Regions from separate parts of the Mus musculus genome. Here region 2 is linked to region 1. Evidence: chromatin contacts called from public Hi-C data. All regions are on one chromosome and are shown on one strand. The core of a region is the stretch at or near the end of the contact, and the rest is flanking DNA. Distances in the headings are between cores, read along the strand shown.

Evidence for each region. A called contact is a pair of places that touch in the nucleus more often than the background predicts.
Region 2: a contact with region 1 is called in a Hi-C map of pancreatic cancer cells, with 2.4 times the contacts expected there. The contact joins the enhancer-like site here to the promoter of Slc17a5 in region 1. A contact is called at or near these places in 2 of 39 promoter capture datasets (3T3-L1-derived adipocytes and maxillary cranial neural crest), 2 of 15 datasets of contacts at CTCF or cohesin (CD8 T cells and the NIH/3T3 cell line), 41 of 484 Hi-C or Micro-C datasets (the Ba/F3 cell line, the C2C12 cell line, the C3H10T1/2 cell line and 25 more), 6 of 115 datasets of contacts at active chromatin or transcription factors (bone marrow-derived dendritic cells, bone marrow-derived macrophages, a colorectal cancer cell line and 3 more) and 1 of 9 other capture datasets (bone marrow-derived macrophages).

Annotation. Positions count from the first base shown.
Region 1 is chr9:78,586,456-78,590,246 of GRCm38.p6, reverse strand. Slc17a5 (solute carrier family 17 (anion/sugar transporter), member 5) reads left to right here and starts at 2,202. Exons shown (of 11, transcript NM_172773.3): 1 at 2,202-2,373. The coding sequence starts at 2,280.
Region 2 is chr9:78,632,347-78,636,137 of GRCm38.p6, reverse strand. Cd109 (CD109 antigen) reads right to left here. Exons shown (of 33, transcript NM_153098.3): 3 at 1,463-1,491. Among named protein-coding and RNA genes, the nearest start is that of Cd109, 19 kb to the right of the region's middle. Within about 2 kb of position 1,942, at least 45 of the 459 cell types and tissues checked have an H3K27ac peak or open chromatin away from gene starts, as enhancers often do. A contact at or near this core is called in the C2C12 cell line, the C3H10T1/2 cell line, the HL-1 cell line and 10 more, where this site is marked.

The DNA of each region.
Region 1 (3,791 bases), core at 953-3,452:
GCATTGCCATTAGGGAGAATGACTGGTGTTTGGGAAAAGAATAATACTCACCAAAGAAGTGTATTAGCAAAGGTGTGGTGTTCTCAAAGCTAAGTGAGAATTGCACCCAAGTGTCTCAGCAGCTACTATATATATGATTTTGGTGGCCTTTAAGTAACAGCTTAAAGTGTTGTTAAGAATCGCCCCACATACACACACACAAGCAGGGCAGGATTGATACTTGCCTTTAATCCCTGCACTGGGGTGACAGAGGCAGTCCTGGTCTACATAGTGAGTTCCAGAACAGCTAGGGCCTCACAGTGAAACCCTGTCTCACCACACACACACACACACACACACACACACACACACACACACACCCTTCAGTAAATGATGACAGGGTGCCTGTCAGTGCCGTGGATAAGACTGCCAGCTGATCCAGTAAAACCATGGATCATAAAGTTGCACAAGAGTGTACCCTAAGTGGGGCTTCTTGTCAAAGTCTTAGAAATCTCCCCAGGTTTACAAGTCTGGGAAAGGAGAAAGGTCATTCTGGAAGGATGCTTGGGCCTTACATATGGTCCTTCACAGCAAATCATGTTAATTGTGCAGAAATTCTTAGCTCAGCTGGCAGGATATGTCCCCCAGACCCGGGAGTGAGGGACTCCTTTCCCATGTCCCCACAAAGCCAGCCTTCCTATCCTACCTCGAACTCTGCGTACTGACTTTGCAACTTTTCTGTAACCTGAACCTTCTCAGGTAATAAGTGTACTTAAACATGGTGCTGCTGATTTCAAACTCCCCAAGGCTGTTGGAATCTGATTCCCTATGTTGGAAGATTCCCTTGGCTGTCCCTGCCAAAAAGGATGATCTTAGCAATAAAGGAGAGGAGATACAGTGTTGAACAAACCTATTGGCTCACACAGGATAGCAGAGGTGCAGAAAGATGAGAACCCCGAGGCTAATGAAATCTGAAGCCGTCTGTTGGAGGAGTTCAGGGGTGGGGGGGTGGGTACAAGGGGATGAGTTAGGGAAGCTGGGTTTGTTTGTTTGTTTGTTTTTGTTTTTTTGAGACAGGGTTTCTCTGTGTAGCCCTGGCTGTCCTAGAACTCACTCTGTAGACCAGGCTGGCCTCGAACTCAGAAATCTGCCTGCCTCTGCCTCCCGAGTGCTGGGATTAAAGGTGTCGCCACCACGCCCGGCTTGAAGCTGATCTTTTTGTTCTAATCAAACCTTCAAACAAATTGAAATCCACTCACATGGAGGACAAGCAAACTGACACATCAAATTAACCACACCAGAAGTGCTGTTTGTACATACATTTTATAAGAATTTGCCAGGCGGGTATGCACAAACTCAAGGGCTTTATCTCTACAGCTGTCTTTTTGAAAACTTGCCCATCAGCATTTACTGGCCCAAGAGTTAGGGATATCTTTAGTAAATCTCAGTCAGCCCTTCTTCTAGACAGGGGCCTCACCTGACTTTCTGAGCCTCTGCTCTTCCTTGGTCTGCGTGGAAATCTCTAAGGGCGTCTACCACATCTGTCTTTTCCATCGGTCTGCAGATATGGCTTTTATTACTCAGAGGCCCGATGGCCCCACCAAGGCTGACTGAAGCATTTTCCTAGTTCCTCTTTCTTAGAGTCAGCAGTAGGGAAAATCTGTCCAAATTAGATTTACAGAGAAAACTCCCCCACGCTCATACATCACGTGGCCTGCCCGCTGGGGATGTAGGTCAATGGTATGTATCAGCGTTAGTCTAATATGTGTGAGGCCCTGGGTACAATCAACAGTATCTTCCTAAAGAGAAAAGGCAGCTGCCTACATTGGGGTTCACCTCTGAAACAGTCAATTTCGTCGGACAAAACATGATTTCCTTTGCTACTTTTCAAAAGCCATATGCTGTCACAAAACGGACAAAGACTGAAAACTATTATAGACATTTAGAAGGCAAATAGTCCCTGCCCATTTCCCTAGCTCCCTATCACTGCGAGATGCAAACCCCATCGCCGCCTTCAGGCTGTCCAATGCCCGGGCTTTTACTAGTGTAACAGAGTCCTGGGCTCCCTACCGCTGGTGACACACATCTTGCACAGCGCAAACGCCACGCCCAACCCAACCCTGCCCACAGCGGGAAATTGCCCGAAACTAAAATGGCGCCTTAGGAACAGGCAACCAGATATGGGCGTGTCCTGGGGCGGGGCAATATCCTGCCCCGCCCAGCCAGCACGGCGAAGGGCTGTCCTGCCGAGAGCTAGGTTGGCCAAGCAACGACGCCGGCACATCTGCTCTCCAGGCGTTATGAGGCCCCTGCTTCGGGGTCCGGCGGGAAACGACGATGAGGAGAGCTCGGACAGCACCCCGCTCCTGCCGGGCGCCCGGCAGACCGAAGCGGGTGAGCTGCGGGACCACCGAGTGATTGCTAGTGGCAGCGTTCCTGGCGGGCGGGTGGTTCCCGGCCGTGGGCGCCTTGAAGGAGTGGCTGCGGGGTCGGGGGGACAGGTAGCCGCTGTAGTGCTGTGGGTCGGGACGGAGGTGCCTGTGGCGCTGGCGGGACTGAAGCAATTCAGGGTCGGAGGGGTACCCGATCCGAGTCAATAAGCAAAGGGGCCAAAGTGCTTCTTGCTCCCCTCCAGCGGCCGCCAGGTTTCCGCTTATGCCGGCCTGTAAACATGTGATCTGGTAGCGCCTTGTTGGGGAGGAGAGACAAAAACAAAACAACAACAAAGAAGAGTTAACAGCTGTTGAGTGTGCGGGGGACAGTTGCATAATCCCGCGAATATCTTGTGCTGTAAGACACCAAAATATTGCAGACATTTCTATTTTTTCCTTGTCTATCAGACTGCAATTTAAGTTAGGAAACAGGTTATTCTCAAGATAAGATATCTTTAGCACTCTAAGACAATATGCCGTACTAGAGGTCTTGCAGGTGCTACTTCAAAAAGCATCTTCATTGCGGGGGGGGGGGGGGGGGGCGCATGTTGCACAGAGGTATAGTCCTTGCCTGACAAGGTTCTAGTCTCCATACCCACCATCCCCCAAAACACAAGTATGTGTCTTCACTGGATTTCGCTACACTTTTGTAATGTAGCTTCCTGAAGCTACAGAAAACTAAAGGACAAATCGGCTTGGACACATTCAAGGATATAGGTGTGAGAAAGAATTGAACTGGAAATTTGCCTTTGTTGGCCCGGAACAGTCTTCTGTCGGTATGTCTTTTGTTGACATTACCAAAGAATTCTTTCGTAACTGTTTTAACCATCCTTCCCACTTGTGTGGGTAACTACCCTACTTTCTGACTTTATTCAGACTACTTCTGTTGGCTTTTGGGTGATCTGTTTTGGTTTTGTTTTTATTTTTAGAATAGTTTGTTAGGGAACTGGAAAGATGGCTCAGCAGTTAGAGCACTGGTTGCTCTTCCAGGGGACGAGGGTTCAGTTCCCAGCACCCACATGGAAGCTTACAACCATCCATAACTCCAGCTCAAGAGAGCCAACACCCTCCCTACTCAGACACACCTGTGGTACACAGACATACATACAGGCAAACATTCGTACATAGAACAGATTTTTTTTTTAAAATCTAAAATAGAATGTTTTATTTTGAAAAGTGTAAGGCATCAGTAGGTCAAACCTAGGACTTGCATTTTTTTGGTTGGTTGCTTGGTTTTCTTTGAGACAGGGTCTCATGTAGCCCCAGCTGGCCTCTATTTTGTAGCTGCAGGTGACTTAGTTCTCCTGACCTTCCTGCCTCCACCTCCTGAATGCGTGGTAAGCAAGCATTCTGTCCACTGATTCACACCTCCTGCCCCCT
Region 2 (3,791 bases), core at 693-3,192, 46 kb before region 1:
TTCATTTATTTACATTTCAAATGTTGCACCACCACCACCACCATTTCCTTTTCTACTGCAGGTTTGTTCTCACAGCTGTTAAGCTTGGAAATCTCATCCCACCCCCTCCCCCACCCCGCCCCCAACCCTTATCCCGTGAGCTTTCCCACGCTTTCACTGTTTGAGGCAATCAGCCTGTGAAACACCAGTGTTTGTTTCCTTGCTATATTCTCTCAAACACTCATCTGTGATGCTTTCTTTTCCTATACCCTGTTCAGCATGCGATTGGTGGCCATGCCGCCATTTTTAATACTATTAATAACAACAGAATACGACCATGTGGTACGAACAGACCACAAACCACATTGAGCAGTTCACATGTTCTCTGTCATTTGACCTCAAGATAATCCCTCAGCCCAATTCCACACCCACCCTTGACTGGATTCTTCTGCTAAAACCATTTCACAAAGAAACTAGGTTTAGAGAGTTAGGGACAGCACTCCAGGCTGCCAGCCCAGGTCTAAACCTAGCACGTGCTATATCACTCTAGAAGAAACATGATGTGGTGATTTTAAATATGTCCAGAAAGTCTCTGATCTATCTCGCTTCAAAAACTAGAGTCTGCACTGGGATACCAAAATAAGGCCTGGAAATAAAGGGAAAACGAGTTGAGAACAGGAAAGGGGTCAGCAGGGATAGGAGGGGACAAGAGAGGGTAATGAAAGGCTAACGATCAAAATAGAGTACATGCAGGTATGAAAAAAAACATGAAATACATTTAAAACAAAAAAAATGAAACACATGTTAACGTTTAACGTGAAAACTAGTATGTGTCGTTTTAAAACGTTAATTTAAAAGTCACCGGGTGTGGTTGGCAGTGCATGGCTTTAATCCAGCACTAAAGAGACAGAAGCGGGGAAATCTCTATACATTCATGGCCAGCCGGAGATACTTGGCTACATAGTGAGACCTCGTCTTTAAAAAGAAACAAAGAAAAGAAAGAAAAGTATTAATGCAGGAATAGGGCCAAACACAATAAAGTGATCTAATGGTCCAGTTAATTGAAGAAAACTCCCTGCAAGGAGTTTCAAGAACATAATAGCCAATCTCTCTAAAGTTAAGGTTGCTCTTAAAAAGTACAGTAAACTCAAGTAAAACTTACAAGTGATGTAATTAAGAGCCAGTAAAAAGGTATGTCATCGTTATAATATATTTCTTTCGTTGTTGTTGTTTTGAGATTTTCGGGGGGCGGGGAGAGTTGGTTTGGTTTTTTGGTTAGTTTTTTTGGTTTTTGGAAACAGGGTTTCTCTATGTAGCCCTGGCTGGCTTGGAACTCAGAGATCTGTCTTCCTCTGCCCTCCCTTCACCCCAAGTGTTAAGATTAAAGATGTACAGCACTACACCCAGCTTGCAATGTATTTCTGAAGCCAATTTTTGGCATTTATTTCTTTATTGAAGCCAAATAATTTAAATGAATACTTACTGCCGGAAGAACGAGAGTCTTGAAATGGCCTAAAAGGACAACAAGAAAGGAAAGGTATTTGTCAAGATTTAACAAGAATTTCTTTCGCTATGGATAGAACCATCAACTTCCTTGGCCAAACCAAAATAGCTTTATTCATTCCCCCAAATAACCAAGAACTTGTAGACCATCCTTATGGAGAAGCTCAAAATTGAAAGGTGATCAACCAGGGATGAAATTCCAGCAAGTTCTACCGGTCCCCAGTTCTATTCTCACCAGAGCTGCTCTTGCCGCTGTTAAGGTTCCAGGGTTTGAGGGAGGCTTCAAAGAGGACCAGAGAATCTGGGGATTGGAGCTCAGGGAGGGGATGTTGTTATTGTTCCATTTCTCTTGGGGGTTGTAGTACAGGAGATTGCACCCAGGGCTACATGGTATCTGGCTTGTGCTCTGCCCTGAGATCTGTCCCCCATGTGGTTCACTCTTCATGCTCTCAGACACTCATGATAAAGGGAGGCATTAGTCATGCCAGGGTGAGCCAGGCCTCAGCAGTGATTCACAAGGGTCAGGCTGGTCCAGACTATTTCTCATGTGCACTTTCTAAAAATAGGACCGATGGTTCAACGCATGCCAATTTTTCATCAAACCCATTTACTTCAAGGAAAAAGAGTTTCGAGTTAAAATTGCCAAAGACCTTATCCAACATTCCCATCACATGTGAAAGTAGACCCTTTATTGAAGAACTATCTATTGAAGGAGCCACAGTGTCTCTCTCAGATGAAGACATATTGAGTCTACCATGTGAGAGCAGGGAAATACAAGATGGCCCAGTACAGAGTAAGAATTAACAACAGGCTCTGAACTCACACCACACACAGGGTTCTGTCATGAATTTGCTCTTCTCCTGCCCTGCCTGTCCTTGGACCTGTTTCTACAGCTCACTAGTTTCATCCATAAAAGGAAAGTGCTGATCATTGTTCCAAACATACACAGTGTTTTGTGGGGAGGCTGTTGTTACCTGTAATATACAGACACACAAGAAGCACTTGAAGGTCATCAGAGTACCAGAAAGCTTAGAGAGGTGTCTACCAGGATGTCAGCTTGTCTCTATAGCAACATTCCCCAGTTGTTTATGAGGAAACATACCATCAGTAAAGCTTGTGACATATATCACCAATATCAATCTACATTTTTAAAGTGGGATATGTATACTTCCTCATTCAAGATATTAAATATCAAGAGCCTGAATTGCTTAATCATGCTCAAAAAAAAAAAAATAGAAGTAGCTGAGTGATGGCTCACACCTGGGAGCATCTGGGAGGCTAAAGTGGGAAGATCATCTTGAGTCTGGGTCTAGCCTGGACTACACCATGCATCCAACACCAGCCTGGGCTGCATATCAAAAACCTGCCTCAAAAATAAAATAAGTGAAAATTAGTATATTTTCTAACTTCACATTATGAAACAATCGTGTATATTCCCAGATGTGTACACATCCATTTTAAACAGCTGTCTTCCAGTGAAGTCAAGGGACAGGAAATAGGTTTGCAGGATCCCCAGGCAATTCCCCATCACTGATTACCAGCCAGCATGGAGCAGCTACTTATAAGCACTCCTGCAAAGAGAGGGAGTCTGACATAATAGGACACTGAACAAAATGTGGAAAACGTGAAGAGAGTTGATTGGATGTTGGAAGACAGAGGCGGGAGCACTTCGAAGGGGTGCCTGGGAAGTTAGCACTGATCTCTAGTGCGGTGGGATAGGAGTCGGTCGGGGGGGGGGGGGAGGGAAGAGCCAGGACAGAGAATGCACAGCAGAGCAGGACACTGTGACCCTACCAAAGCCAGAGCTGGCTGGGCTGAGCCAAGCTGGGAGCCGGTGATTGTAAGATGGGTCTAATCTGACTGTTATCCTTTTTATGTTTCTTATTATCTTATTTAACAGGGGAAAACTTAAATTTATGATGTACAGTATGATGTTTTGACACGTGTATAACCTGTGGGGTGGCTAACTTGAGACGCACCGCCTCACAGATACTCAGAGTTGCTGCTAGAGCAACTACCTCTTACCCTATTGGCAATTCTCAAGTACATAAAAATGTCACTAGGAGTCGGAGCCATGATGAACACTGGTATTTATTCCTCTTGTCTAACTAGCCTTTTTTTTATTCTTTGACCAACATCTCCCATGAAGCCCCTAGCTGGATAACCAGCAGTTTAGTCTCCTTTTCTTAAACTTCAACTTTTCAAAACTACATATAGTGAAATCATACCATGTCCTCAAATTCACCCTCATTGCAAGTGGCAGGGTTGCCTTTCTCAGAGTCAAACAGTATTCCACTGTGAATATATAC